3 separate regions of the Sus scrofa genome follow, and all the other regions are linked to region 3. Evidence: chromatin contacts called from public Hi-C and HiChIP or PLAC-seq data. All regions are on one chromosome and are shown on one strand. The core of a region is the stretch at or near the end of the contact, and the rest is flanking DNA. Distances in the headings are between cores, read along the strand shown.

Region 1 (4,821 bases), core at 1,883-4,382, 140 kb before region 3:
CCTACCTATGTGGATTCTGTAGCCTAGGCAGCCCTAATGGCCCCTCAGTGCCCTTGCCCAACACCTGGTAGGTGACAGGCCCCTCTGCTCTGGCTGGTGCCCTGTGGCTGCGTGCATACGATTCTCTAGAGGTGCACACTGTGGGCTGCTAGTGGCAGCCCAGGGTCCCCTAGCACCATGTCATGCTATGCAGTGCTGGACTCGCACCAGATCCATACTTTCTGGATGATGTATGTTGCTGCCACAGCACCTGCCTCACAGCCTGCTTACACTGACTGTGTAAGCAGTCAGGACTCACTGACTGTGAGTCCTGGCTGCTTACACTGTTGCCTGTCAGGTCCTGAAGGATGCCTTACTTCTGTCCTAAGTGTGCAGGACTGTTGGAGATGATCTCAGAGAGACAGCAGTGAAAGATGGCTTGGAGATTTTAATTCTCTGTTCAGGAATTGAAACTGGGCAGCCAGGGTAAAAACCAGGAATCTTAGCCATTAGACTAGCTAGAGGCTAAAAGCAGTACAACACGTGGGAGAGCACAGTGAGAAGTAATTTACTTATCTAAGGCAGAAGCAAAGCAGTAATACACACCAAAAGCAGGAGTGCAGGTGCCGGCATCCTCCAGAATGAAGAGTGTGCCGGCGAGGTGATTTAAACCACATATATAGACAGTTCTTCTGAGTCTTTGTTTTCCTTTGGCCAATTATCTTGTTTTATTTCTCACACCTGACCAGACCCAGGGCCCGCCCCCATATGCGTGTGCATCTCTTGGCCAAGATGGATTCCAGAGCAAAGGATTGTGGGATGATTATCAGGACTTATTAGGTCCTGGAACCCCCCTCCCTTTTTGACTCCTAGGAGTGCATCTGTGCATCTGTGACTCCTAGGCAAGAAGGTCTCCTTGACCTTGGGTGAGACTGATGGGATCATCTTCTCTTTTTACTCCAGCAGAGCTCAGCTCCTGCCATTAGCTTTTCCCTGACGTGTCAAAGACAAGCAAGGCCCAATTTACTCAGCCTAACAAGTCCCAGCTGTTCTCAGCCCAGGGGGTCATCTACCTCCTGCCTCAGAGATACAGTGAAGCTGGGAAAAGCTTACATTTTGGGCCAGCAGGAGACGGACTCGGGAGGACCAAGGGAGTTCAGGCCTGGGTGGACGGGGTCAGGTGAAGAGGGTGGGAGAAGAGTTAGGACGAGGTTTAAAGAAGCAGCCAAACCTGGAGGGACAGCATCTTGACAAGGTCTTTCTGTCTTTTGTTCCTTGGTCTCCCTTTTGTCTCCCAGCCTATCCTGCAGCTTGCCAGGAGGCTAGGCTCCCTGGAGGGGTCCCAAGCTTTGCTGTGAGTTCTCTGGGGTGCATCCAGGGTGGGTTGTGGGCTGATGAAGAACCCCTCTCCTGATGGGGATTGGAGAAGACCTGACGTAGATGGAATTGGCTGGGAGAGTGTGTCGGAGGGACATCCAAGGGACAGGGAACTGGAATTGCAAAGGTGGTGAGGTTGGGAAACATCAATGGAAAGCGAGCCTGACGAGGGGCAGGAGGCCATGGGCTTGGAAAGGGAAACCGGAGTCCTGAGCCATCCACCTGCAGCCCTGACTTGCCTACCCGAAACCACTATAGCATCTGTGCATGGACCAATCATGGGGGCTGTGTCCTGCCTCTCAGCCTTGCCCTCTTTTCCACCTGATGCCATGAGGGCTGGGAGGGTGACCCTGTGTGTCCCAGGACCACTGTGGCTGCTGCCACAACGGATGTTACATCCCTGTAAGAGAGGTCTCTAGCCCTGGGTGGGAGGGCACAGAGTCTCCCCTACCTCCCTGAAGCACAAATCCAGCAGGGAGAGATGCCAGGGTGGAGGAAGCGTGGCTCCTCAAGGAACTTGGAAGCAGGAGAGCAGCAGGAGAATTGGGATCTGAGCAAGCAAAATGGACAGTAGTCATAAGGAAGGGGAAAACAAACCTGAAATCCTGTGATGAGAAACAGCATCACCTCAGAGTTCTCATGGTGGCGCAGCAGAAACTAATCTGCGTAGGAAGCATGAGGTTGTGGGTTTGATCCCTGGCCTCACTCAGTGGGTTACGTATTGGGTGTAGCTGTGAGCTGTGGTATAGGTCACAGATGTGGCTCGGATCTGGTGTTGCTGTGGCGTAGACCGGTGGCTACAGCTCCGATTTGACCCCTAGCCTGGGAACCTCCATATGCCACGGGTGCAGTCCTAAAAAGACAAAAAAAAAAAAAAAAAATTGAAATGTTTAATAAACTATTTTAAATATTCACTGTTTTCAAATAAACATATTACATAAAACAAATTAGGTGACAGCATATTAAAATATCAATTGCATCATATTGCATATTTTATTAACAATACTGTCATACATAATCTTATAAATGAAATATTAAAGCGCTTGGAACAGTGCCTGGCCTTGAATATGTGCTCGGTAAACAGATATTAGATTATGAAGACACAGGTGAGAGAGATGTGATAGGTTCCAGAGGCTTTTTTTTTTTTTTTCTCTAAAGCTCTCCTAAGAAAGTGTTTATTATGGAAAATTCCAAGCATCACAAAAGGAGAGACTAGTGTTATGAAACGCCATTACAGTTACAAATATTTTGCCATGCTTGCTTTCATCGTCTCCTCCCACTCTTTTTGTTTGTGCTGGAGGATTTTAAAAGCAAATCCCAGCCTTATTCCTTTAGCAAAGACCTGGGTATGTATTTCTGATAGTGACACCAGAGGGATTCACAGTGGGTTTCAGATCTTCCCTTGTGCTACTCCTGGACTCCGGCCCTCATTCCCGCCCCCGACCCGCCTCCCTTCTGGCGGAACCCACGCCTCGTGCTGTGCAGTTCGAGTAGCTGGTGTGCAGGAGGTGGTCGCACGCTGGGCATAGGGCTCTGGTTATTGTCCAGTAGTCCTCCACGCTCAGGGTGCTGGTAGGGCCCTAGGGGGCCGTGGCCTTGCAGGCCTCCCAGAGCTACCAGGACGCCTCCAAGTAGCCTGTGGGGCGTACAACGGAATTTCGGGCAGCCTATTCGACGGGTTTCAGGCAGGCTGGACTCCGGGCTATAATAGCTGGGGAGGTCCCTCCCTCTCCTACCCCGGGAACCGACTCGCATCGGCAGAGGGCGCTAGCAGCCCAACTCCCAGCCCCACCTTTGGAGGCTTGCAACCTATATCATCTCCCTATGCTCGTCTTCCCACAGCACCGGGAGGCTTGTCCCGCCAGCTGTGACCCAACACTTCATCGCGTGACCCCGAGCCTCTCGCGTTCCTAGGGTTGGGGTCCTCGACGTACACCCGCTTTGGGGGTGGGAACGCCCGGAACTTCCCGAGATTGCTTTAATAAATGAGGACTAAACCATGCCTGTGCCTGTCTTCTCTCTCCCAGTGCCCCTTCGCGCCCTGGGGGGACACACGAGTCCCGACCTCCAGATCTCTCCTCTCGCAGGACCCAAGAGTAAGTCAGGATCCCCTGCTCCCTTCTGACCCCAAACCTAAGAGTCTGAGCGCCTACTGCGCTCCTGCTCCGGGCCCTCAGAACTACCGTCCCTTCAAGGACATGATTCTCCCTTGGGGTCAGCAGCTCCGCCCCTTACTCACAGCATTGTGACCTAACAGCTGCGACAGCCAATGGGGCGCGACGGCGCCGTAAAGCAGGAGGCGGGCGCCGGAAGTGCTCTTTGCCGAGCTCTGCCGCGTCTCCCGAGTGCGCTGAGGCGCCGCTTGGTGGGGTTTCGCGGCGTGCGCCCTGGACCCAGCTGCTACCATGAGCCGACATAGCCGGCTCCAGAGGCAAGTTCTGAGCCTGTACCGCGAACTGCTGCGCGCCGGGCGTGGGAAGCCAGGGGCCGAGGCGCGCGTGCGGGCCGAGTTCCGGCAGCACGCCTGCCTGCCACGCTCTGACGTACTGCGTATCGAGTACCTTTACCGCCGCGGGCGGCGGCAGCTCCAGCTGCTGCGCTCAGGCCACGCCACGGCCATGGGCGCCTTCGTGCGTACGCGTGACCCGACCGAGGAGTCCTGCGGCGCCGAGGCCCCAGGGACCCCGCCTGGTGAAGGTCCGAAGAGACCGCTGGACAGCATGGGGGCACCGGGTACCCCGTCCAGTGAACGGTGACCGGCTAAAGGGCTCGCTCGATGGCTCAGGGGAACTGGGGGGCCCGCCTGACTGCCTGGGAGGCCCAGGAAACACGCTTGATGGAAAGTGAAAGGGCTTGAGAGACTGGATCGACAAATTGGGGGAGTTGCAGAGCCCTCCTGGCAACGGGTCAGATGGCGAGAGATGCCTGACCTTGCCTGCTCACGGCTCGGGGCGGCCTGGGTCGCCCGCTGACTGGACTGTCAGGCTGAGAGCTATTTATCCCAAGGCCTGGGGAGCCGGGACTCCCCGCTGTTGGACGGAAAAAGACCGAGACGCCTTCTCTTGACGCCTGAGAACGTATCACTCCTGGTTCCTCAAGGAGACTCTCCTGGATTTAACTCTTAGAAGAGCAGACTTTTTGCTGAGGAGTTTGGGAAGATGTCCTGGTGGACGGTGAAAAGCCTGGAATCCTCCTTAAGAAAAATCTTTCCCCCGTTGTTACAGACTGGGACCAGTGAGGAAGGGGCTAGGGGTCTTTCACCCCAGTTAATCAACTAAAGACCCCCGTCGAGACCTCTACGTCATGGTTCTGAGGGGACCCCCAACTCTTGCTCCTTTCCTTGCTCAGGGCCACTGGACAAAGGGAATAAAATGGGGGATGTGCTTACTTCCCTGTTGATGATCTTAAAGATTTGATGTGTTTGGGTTTTTGAAGAGGTCCCCCCTACACACACCAAGCCCTGAC
Region 2 (4,762 bases), core at 1,757-4,256, 200 kb before region 3:
AGGGAATCGGGTGCGTTTCCAGACTTACCAGCTTCACCCTCATTCACAGATGGGGTTAGGGGCTGGGCCAGGGGAGGTGGGAACTGTCCCTGTAGAGGCATAAGCAAAAAGAAACAAGGGTGAATTTATCTGGCAGATTCCTCAGCAGCCATTCCCCACCTACAGGGCATCTAAGTCAGGACAAGTCCCATGAGCCCTGAGGGCCCAGCAGGGCAGCAAGTCTTTGCCCGACAGGACACGGCCTCATGGGAGTTGTAGTTGGCGGGGTTTCACCGGCCTCACCGGTAGCCCACCGGCGTCAGGCTGCTGCTGGCGGCGCCTCTGTTCCTCCAGAAGCTTCTTCACCGTCTGCGATGGGCAGTGGCTACGCTCATTCCGACTCACTGTGGGGTGAGGTGGGAAGGAAGTTACCAGAGGTCCTTAAATCATCTAAGCGCGCGGGGGAGGGCGCTCTCCTCGCCCTCCTGCGCGGAAAAACTGGCACACTGATGTCGCCAGAGAGCTCCCAAGCCAATCTAAGATTTCGGGTGTGGCGCCGCCTCCGCCATTTCCTTCCTTTTGCTCCGCACTTTCCCCTCTGACCCAACTTTCCACCAGCGTCGTGGAAACTGAGGAAGGGGGTGGAGGGCGCCCTCTGCAACCCCCTGCTCCGCCACTTCCGTGAAAAATCCCACCCCTTGATCTCCCAGGGCTGAAGGATTCGGGGCGTCGCTGGGCATCACTCTCCGGAGACACACATGCAGGTTCTCTGCCCTGATACTCCTTCTTCGGGAAACCAGGCATCCGAGTCCCCAGCCCCTTTCCCCGAGGAGCCACGAAGTCAATAACCCCCTCGCTTATCAGGGATCCAAAGGTTCCGATCTCGGCCCCCCACTTCAGACTCAGGAGTCCAGGCCCCACCCCGCAGGAGTCTGGGAGACTTGCACCCACTCCCCCGCCAGAAGTACGGGCCCTCAGCCCACTCCCCGACTAAGACCCGGTCCTCGCTTCTAGTCGCCTAGTTTGCGCAACTCAGAAAGGCGGAGCCCTCAGCCTTCACCCTTCCGAGCCAGTTCCGGCGGAGGAAGGGTTAAGGGGGGAAGGGCGGACTCGGAAACAGCCCGGGCGCAACGCGCTGACGTCACGGCGCTCACGCAAGGGAATCTTCCACCTCCCTCTTCCTCCCGGCTCAATGCCGCAGGTGTCGGGCTCCGAGAAGCGATGCGTGGCCAAGCGTGGCACTCGTGGAATCCCCGCACATGGGGAATTCCTGTTAAGCCCGGGGCCTCGGGCCGGGTGGCGACCCGGGAAATCCCGGGCCGGGGGCAGGGTCATGGCCATTGTGAATCCCTGTGGCCTGGCGCTGGGCCTTCCACACCCAGACCTTGGCGGATTTTAAACAACCACGCCCCCAACGACTCAATCCAACCTCTCTTTCTGGAGCATGGAGTTCAGACCCTCACCCCCTCTTCCCAGGACCCAGGGGTCCCGGCTCCCTGCGCTTTCCCCCCGGGACCTAGGATTCCAAATCCCAGTCCTTTACCCCTCGGGACTCAAGGGTCCGAAATCCCAGCCGCTCCGTCATCACAACCCAGGAGTCTGGGCCCTCTGCCCCCTCCAAACGCGGGTTACCCTCGCTCTCAGCTTGATGCTTGACCCTTTACTCTTGATGCTCCAGCTCTGTCTCTCGGAGCCTCAAAAGTGCCCCCCGGCCCCGGCCCCTCTGTTAGGGACCGAGCGTGCTTCCCCCCACCCCCCACACTTTCCATTACCTCGGGGATTCCGTGGCGCGGATTGCGGGCCCCCAGGGCCCCGGCCTCGGCGCTGCGCCAGCCTCGCTGTTTCCCCGCGGAGCCGCCGCTGGGTCCCCGATCTTGCGTCGGGTCCCCCGCGAGTTTTTAAACTGAAGTTCTGGCACCGCCCAGTCCTGGGCAGGGCCCCGCCTACAAGCCTGGGGAGTCCCCGCGCGGCGCTAGCGCAAACCTGGTCTCTGAATGGGCGGGGCTTTGAGGGCCTGACTCCGAAGTCTCCCCGGAAAGAGATTTGGGAGCCCCATCTTTGGTCGGAGGGAGAAGACTCCCGGGCCCTGGGCTGGAGGCACAGGGTGGAGGGGGTGGTGCCCGTATTACTGAGCCCTGAGGGAGCAGGGAGCTGGAGGTTCTGAACTCCCTCATCCGAGGGGAGGAAAGGTCTGGAAGAAAGTGATGTAGGTGGACTCCAGTTTCTCCCTCTTCATTTTTTCAGAGATCAGCTCTCATTTATTCATTCATCTTTGAAAATAATTTTTTACTGCAAGTGGGGTGCTTTGCTGGGTGCGGTGGTATAGGTGTGAGCTAAGCAGGCGGGAATTCCCAGCCCTCAAGCAGCCTGACATTCCAGTGGGAGGCTCATTCTCAGTTCCCATCTCGGTGACCAAGTAAATCACATTTGTCCCCTGCTTTCAAGACTCCGTGTTCTCCTGGTTCTCTTACCTCACTCGCTGCTCCTGTTCTGGCTGTTTCTTCCTCTTCACTCATTCTTGGTGTTGGGGGGAGGTGGTGTGTTGGGTGTTGCTCCTCTATCTGGACTCACTTCCTCGATGATCTCATCCTGCCGCATGGCTCTCAGTACCATCCCTAAGGCACCGACCCCTAAATTTACATCTCCAGACCAGACTTAGCCCATGAACTCAGAGGCAGGCAGCTCTGGTGGTTCAGCTTCTCCACAGGGGGACCTATCAGGCATTTCCAACTCAGTGTGCCCACACCCCAGCCTGTTTCCCCTAAACCTGCTCCTCCTCCTTCTCCATCCCGCCAAAGGATGCTCTGCCTTTTCAGTTGCCCAAGCCAGAAGTTTGGTCATCCTGGACCCCTCTGTCTCTCTCATATGCACTCATATCTACTCCATCAGGAAGTTTTGTTGGCTCTACCTCCGAAATCTTTCCAGAATCTCCTCGGTGCCCACAACCTGGTTTCCCTGTCACCTCCCACCTGGACAATCATAGTAGCCTCCTAGTCTCTCTGACCGCCCCCCAACCCCAGTTGTCCTGTTAGACAGTCACAGGGATCTACCACCTCTCTTCCTCCCACTTACACAGGAAGCAGATTGCCTTGCCACCAGCAGAGTGACATCCGCTATTGCTGCCTCTCTACTCCCCCCACTGTTCCTCAGGACTTCTGTGGACCAGAACCCTTCCCGCCCCCAGCCCACCATGGCCCCTCCAGGCGGCATCCTGTTCCTGCTTTTGCTCCCAGGTGAAGCCAGTGGTCGGGGCGGGGGGGCCGGGCTGTGTGTTAGGCAAGTTTTGTAAAAGGGACAGCTTGGGTGGCATCTGAAGTGAGGGGTGCTAAGGGCAGGTCCTTCTCCCAGCACCCCCCTCCCATGTAGGCTTCTGGGCCTGGTGCTTTGGGGAGGGAAGCTGGGTTTGGAATGGCCACCTGTTCTTCTTCTTCTCACTGCTGAGTTTCCGTCTCTACTTCTGGGTTTCTGTCTCTCTGTGTCTCGGGGGGCTCCCCTCCCGTTTGGCCCCTCTTTCGCATTGCATCTCTCCAGAGTGGACATTACTTCTGAAGACATCACCTTTTCCTTTGGGAACCTCCTCTCCCTGCTGATCTATCTTCCCTATCCTTCCACAGTGGCTGCAGCGCAGGTGACCTCAGGTGAGAAATCAACACCCCTTTCCCTTTGTGGAGCAGCGACTTCAGGTACTGCTTCCCTCCCCCCGCTGCCCCAAAGTGTGGCCTGACATTCCTGGAACACCCCCAGCGGCTCTCCAGGTCACCATCTGACCTCCCATCCCCAAATCGGAGGCTCCAAAGGACCCACAGCCCTCTCTGGAACTCCATCTCACCATTCTCATCACCAAACAGAAGACCCAGGGACCCAGCCACCCCACCCCCCGAGGCCTATCTTCAGGGGTATCCACCATGCCCAGAGCACAGCCCCTGGGGCCTTGGGACACATCAGCCTGTCTCTGGATCTCCCCTCATTCCCCAGGGAATCTGGGCCACCCAACTCCAAAGGGACTTACTTTGCCCCAAGCCCAGCCACGAGTGTCTGGAACCACACCCTCCCCGCCAGCCACCTTCTCATCTCGGCCCCAACCCTTCAGGTTCCTGTTCCGGATGTGGGCCCCTCTCCCTGCCACTCCTAGCAGGCCTCGTGGCCGCTGATGCAGTTGTGTCACTGTTAATCGTGGTGGGGGTATTTGTGTGCGGACGCCCACGCAGCAGGCCCACCCAAGGTGAGGGCAGGGACGGGCTGGGCCTGAAGAGGGTTGGTGTCCCTAGGGAGGGGGGTCCCCAGGGCGGGGGCCCCAGGGCAAGCCCTGGAGGTTCTGGGGAAACCCTGGGGGCGGTGCTTGGGGGAACTCCTGAGGAAACCCCTGAGACAGGGGGTCCCCAAGGAAGTGGAGATGTGGGTGGGAGGTGGGTGGTCAGGCCTCGTGCTCTCTCTCCCCCACCCCCAGAAGACGGCAAAATCTACATCAACATGCCGGGCAGGGGCTGACCCCGCTATAAGCCGTTACCTGCAACCTTTGACTCCTGACCCTCCCATCCCTGATTGTGTGTGGCGGCACAGGAAACTGGCCCCTCTTGGGGATTGGAATAAAGTCTTTGAAATACCTCTAGTTCTAATTCTTCTTCAAAGAACCCAGGCTCCCCACAGCCTCCCTCCCACTGACTTGTTTCTGGGTCCATGGTCCCCCCACCCCCCACCAAAACCCCACATATCCCCATCCCATCAGCCCAGGGATCTGAAATAACTCAACAGTGCTTAGGTCCTCCATGTTTATTTGGGGACA
Region 3 (4,436 bases), core at 124-2,623:
CCTCCAGGAGGAGGGAACACCACAGGTACAGACACAGAGGCTAACAGCTTCTTCTTCTTCTTCTTTTTTTTTTTTTTTTTTGTCTTTTTAGGGCTGCGCCCATGGCATATGAAAGTTTCCGGGCCTACGCCACGGCCACAGCAACCCCAGATCTGAGCCACATCCATGACCTATGCCACAGCTTGCAGCAACACCAGATCCTTAACCCACTGAGCAAGGCCAGGGATCTAACCCGCATCCTCATGGATGCTAGTTGAGTTCTTAACCCACTGAGCCACAAGAGGAACTCCAACAGCTACTGTTTACTAAACATTTACCACAAAATTCTCGTAGAGGCCTAGAAGTGGGGACATGGAAACCCTTGTTGGCATTTTACAGATTAGAAAATCATTGTTTAAATCACTGTTATGGGACCCCAAATTATTAAGAGGCAAAGTCAGGATTCAAACTCCAGCTGAACCAGCTTCCCAGGAAGAGGCTAAGGGCTGGACAGCCAGCCAGTGTGCCTGAAGGAGCCTTGAAAGAGTACTGGGCGCTCACAGGTTGAAGGTTGCAACTAGAGAGCAAGCAAAAGGGCTCCAAGGGTTGCTTCAGTTGCCATTTTTCCTTTCAGTTGCATTCCCCACCCTGCCCACCACCTGACCTTGGGAACATCAAGCTTCAGAAACCAGGCTGTGGCCCCCAGCCTCTTCCAGTGTCTGGACCCTCTTTAGAGACTGGAAGACTGAGACCAGGTAAAATGATTTTTTTTGGTCCATCCAAGTAAAATGATTCTGGTGACCCTGACCCAGGGGGTAAAGGGGTGCAGGTGGAGGAACAAAGAAGTCCCATTCCTGGGAGTAACTGGGCTGCCATCAGGGCTGTGCCTGCAGGGTCCCCCCACACAGATGAGGGCGCTTGTCCTCAGACTGTGAGCAAAACAAAATCCGGGGTCTCCAGACGCTGTCTGTCGCGACAAGGCTAGGATAGGGTACAAGTGCCAAGAGTCCCAAGAATCCCTATCCGAGCAGACCAAAAACATCTGGAGGCTTGGCTTTGGGACGACAATTCACACTACAACATTTAGGCTTGGCGACTGTTCGGGTCACCTCGGAGTCCTGGTCCCCGAGTGCCTGCATTGGGGACCGAAAGGCGTAGAGAAAGATTTCCAGTCTATGAACTCCGGGCGGCGTCAGAACTGCGGCTCAGGAAACGCACAGCGAATTCTCAGCAGCCGCACCCTGTTACACTGGGCGGGGCCAGCAGGCGCCTGCGCAGTTTTAATACCGGCTCTAGGACCGCGCGGAATCCGTCCGGGCCGCCCTGCATAGCCTAACCCTGCCCGGGCCGCCTGAGTCACCCGCCCCGCCCTGCGGAGCCGGACGCAGCCGGAGGCCCAGGAGCTGCACAGAGAAGCGGACCCGCGGACGCGTGAACGAGGCGGTGAGCGCCCAGTCCGGACTTCCCCCCTGGTCTCCCTAAGCCCGGCCCTGGCGGCCTCCAAAACCATAGAGATCCTACAATTTTGGTCTCAGGAGTCCCCTAGACCCATGTTCAAACCCCTAGATCTGTCTGGCCCCAGTTATCCCGCCCCGGAGACTCTTCCACCCTCCCTCTCAGGTTCTGAAGTAGGAGCATGGATTTGAGAGGTAGCCGGTAAATTCAGCTCTGGGTGCGGCCTCCAGAATCGCGATCCTAGATCCGATCTCAGTTCTAATGGGGACTCCGTTATCTCGGACCCCGGGGCTCACACCCACAGTCTTAGACCCGAACCCACAGACCCAGCAATGACACTGTTATCTCGCTGCTGTTTGTACCTAAACCCGCAAGCTTACATTCTGGCTTCCCTAAATCCTGGCCCTGGGGCCTCCAGGCAGAGAATTTCTGATCCACGCCCTGATCCGCCCCAGACCTCTACATCAGTTTTGGGGCTCTGAATCCCAGATTAGAGCGCCTGCTTGGGGCCCCCATCTCGAGAACCCCACTTGACTTGGCTGGTGTCTGGTGCTTAATGATGCCTATGCGTATACTCAGTCCAGGGTCCTTCGAGCCAGATATGGACTCTTTGGACCGGGAAGAGGTTTCAAACCAGATAATCCGACTTTATGCCACCCATCCGAGACACCCTCCCCCAGAAGCCCAGGCCCTATCCTGAATGAACCCTCGAGCCCCAGTCAGAGGCTTCTTATTACTTCCCCCAGTCCAGCAGCCAGAAATGCGTGTATTTGGGGGGGAAGGGGCGGGCTTAGGGACGGGACAGCAACTTGACTCCTTTTTTCTCCCCCTCAGGAATCTTGAGTCACAGCCATGTTCCTGGTTAACTCGTTCCTGAAGGGTGGCGGCGGCGGCGGCGGGGGAGGCGGGGGCTTGGGCGGGGGCCTAGGGAATGTGCTCGGAGGCCTGATCAGCGGGGCCGGAGGCGGCGGTGGCGGCGGCGGTGGCGGAGGAGGCGGCGGCGGTGGTGGCGGAACTGCCATGCGCATCCTGGGCGGGGTTATTAGCGCCATCAGGTAAGGCGGGGCCTGCAGAGGGGCGGGGCCTGGAGGAGGAGGCTGGTCCCGCAAGAATAGAATGGGGTAACTTAGACCCGGACCCGGAACATTAATTAGGCTGGGGCTGGTCTGGGCCAGCAGACCGGCCTTGAGGAGGCCGACTGTATTGAGTTCAGGGAGCGGGACTTGATATGGGAGTAGTTTTGACTGTGGTGGGAGACACAATTTGATGGGCCAGGTGGGGCTTAATGGCCAGGTGCAGCCTCCTTCCGCTAACCTGGAGACTAACGTTAAGGGGGCGGAGCTACTGAAGCCGGGTGTCACTTCACTGGGGCAAAGCTTACCTAGGGGCGCGGCATAGCCCTCGTAGGTGCGTTCAGGGGTGTGCCCAGAAGAAGGCCAGGCTTAATGGGATAGGGGAAAAGGACTTGAAGGGACAGGGCCTGGCCAGGAACTGGCTGGATTAAAATAGAAAAATGTCCTGAGGGAGGTAGGGCGGGTGGTCGGTAGGGGCCTAGTTAGTTTTGGCCCCTGAATGTGATCCCTTGAAGGAGTGAGAACTCACGGAGCTGGGGTGGGATCTTGGGAGGACGCAAGTGTTCAGAAGCCGTGGAGATGGAGTAGGTTCCTAGACAGGTGAGACCTGAGGAAGGTGGGCCCTGGGAAAGCTGGGGCCGGGCTTCTAGGAAGTATGCCCTCGAAGGGGCTTTGTCTTTTGAGAGATCCGCCACTGTGTAGGGGGCACAACCAGGGCAGCAAGGATAGGGACAGGTGAGGGCAAAGACTGATGAGGCAGGCGGAGGGAGCTGGTAGGTAGGCTGGCAGGCTACGCGGTGGGGCTTGGTGGGCTGGGTCGTGGGGCTGGAGCTGCCAGTTGGAGGCCCCGCCCCCTGGCTCTACACTAACTTCTCCCGTTTCCCTTCAGTGAGGCGGCTGCGCAGTACAACCCCGAGCCCCCGGTAAGCCGCCCTTCGCACTCAAGCCGCCCTTCGCAGTCGGAGACCCCTTCTCATTCGGAGGCCTTTTCCAGCACCCGTCCTTGTCCCTCTGAAAAAAGCCCCACACCTCTCCTTATGAAATTTATCTCATGAAGTCTCCCCCTTGTCATGTCCCCAAACTTAGTGGTATCCGCTCCCTAATCACTGGCCACCTCTCATTCTCTGGTCACTCAACCTCCCAGCCCACTCTGACTTTCCCATTTAGGGCTGTCCTGGCCAGGACACCCCTCTCCCTTCCTGCTCTGAGATCTCCTCCTTCTGCAGCCCCCTCGCACCCATTATTCCAACATTGAGGCCAATGAGAGTGAGGAGGTCCGGCAGTTTCGGAGGCTCTTTGCCCAGCTGGCTGGAGATGTAAGTAACCTGGGGTCCCCAGACCTGTCGGAATCCTCCGGTGCCTTCCCTTGGGCTGCCCTTTACGTGTACAATCCTCAAGTTCCCATCCTCCCTCATGACACGCACAGACCCCTTCCAGTCACCCCGACCCATTCCTAACTTTTCCCCTCAGGACATGGAGGTCAGTGCCACGGAACTCATGAACATTCTCAACAAGGTCGTGACCCGACGTGAGTGTCCGGCGTCAACACATGGGGCAGGCTTAGGGGCATGGTGGCTGGGGCAGCTGTGATCTCTGACCTCTGATTTTCAACCTGTTCCCCACAGACCCTGATCTGAAGACTGATGGTTTTGGCATTGACACATGTCGAAGCATGGTGGCTGTGATGGATGTATCCTTGAGGGCAGTCTTGGGGAGGCCTTGGTGAAGATGGGATTTCCTTCCTTCCTTTTTTTTTTTGCTGTTTAGGGCTGCATCTGTGGCATATGGAAGTTCCCAGGCTAGGGGTCGAATTGGAGTTACAGCTGCTGGCCTACGCCACGGCAACATGGGATCCAAGCCATATCTTCGACCTTCACCACAGCTCATGGCAATGCCAGATTCTTAACCCACCGAGTAAGGCCAGCGATC

What was found. Hi-C and Micro-C count contacts between places; a contact is called where the count stands out from the background. HiChIP or PLAC-seq counts read pairs in DNA pulled down with a chosen protein or histone mark.
Region 1: an H3K27ac HiChIP or PLAC-seq map of alveolar macrophages shows a contact between it and region 3. The contact joins the promoter of SDHAF1 here to the promoter of CAPNS1 in region 3. A contact is called at or near these places in 3 of 47 Hi-C or Micro-C datasets (fetal heart ventricle, heart right ventricle and mesenteric adipose tissue) and 2 of 2 datasets of contacts at active chromatin or transcription factors (alveolar macrophages and skeletal muscle).
Region 2: a contact with region 3 is called in a Hi-C map of liver, with 3 times the contacts expected there. The contact joins the promoter of NFKBID here to the promoter of CAPNS1 in region 3. A contact is called at or near these places in 1 of 47 Hi-C or Micro-C datasets (liver) and 1 of 2 datasets of contacts at active chromatin or transcription factors (alveolar macrophages).

Annotation. Positions count from the first base shown.
Region 1 is chr6:45,371,582-45,376,402 of Sscrofa11.1, forward strand. It overlaps SDHAF1 (succinate dehydrogenase assembly factor 1, mitochondrial), which reads left to right and starts at 3,133. Exons shown (of 1, transcript XM_013998366.2): 1 at 3,133-4,765. The coding sequence starts at 3,762. The coding sequence ends at 4,112.
Region 2 is chr6:45,304,465-45,309,226 of Sscrofa11.1, forward strand. NFKBID (NF-kappa-B inhibitor delta) reads right to left here and starts at 3,007. Exons shown (of 12, transcript XM_021097180.1): 1 at 2,451-3,007; 2 at 283-383; 3 at 29-89. It overlaps HCST (hematopoietic cell signal transducer), which reads left to right and starts at 3,072. Exons shown (of 4, transcript NM_214142.1): 1 at 3,072-3,212; 2 at 3,594-3,617; 3 at 4,070-4,201; 4 at 4,427-4,584. The coding sequence starts at 3,170. The coding sequence ends at 4,467. It overlaps TYROBP (TYRO protein tyrosine kinase binding protein), which reads right to left. Exons shown (of 5, transcript NM_214202.1): 5 at 4,735-4,762.
Region 3 is chr6:45,510,037-45,514,472 of Sscrofa11.1, forward strand. CAPNS1 (calpain small subunit 1) reads left to right here and starts at 1,374. Exons shown (of 11, transcript NM_214318.2): 1 at 1,374-1,422; 2 at 2,269-2,489; 3 at 3,397-3,430; 4 at 3,734-3,823; 5 at 3,978-4,035; 6 at 4,133-4,197. The coding sequence starts at 2,287.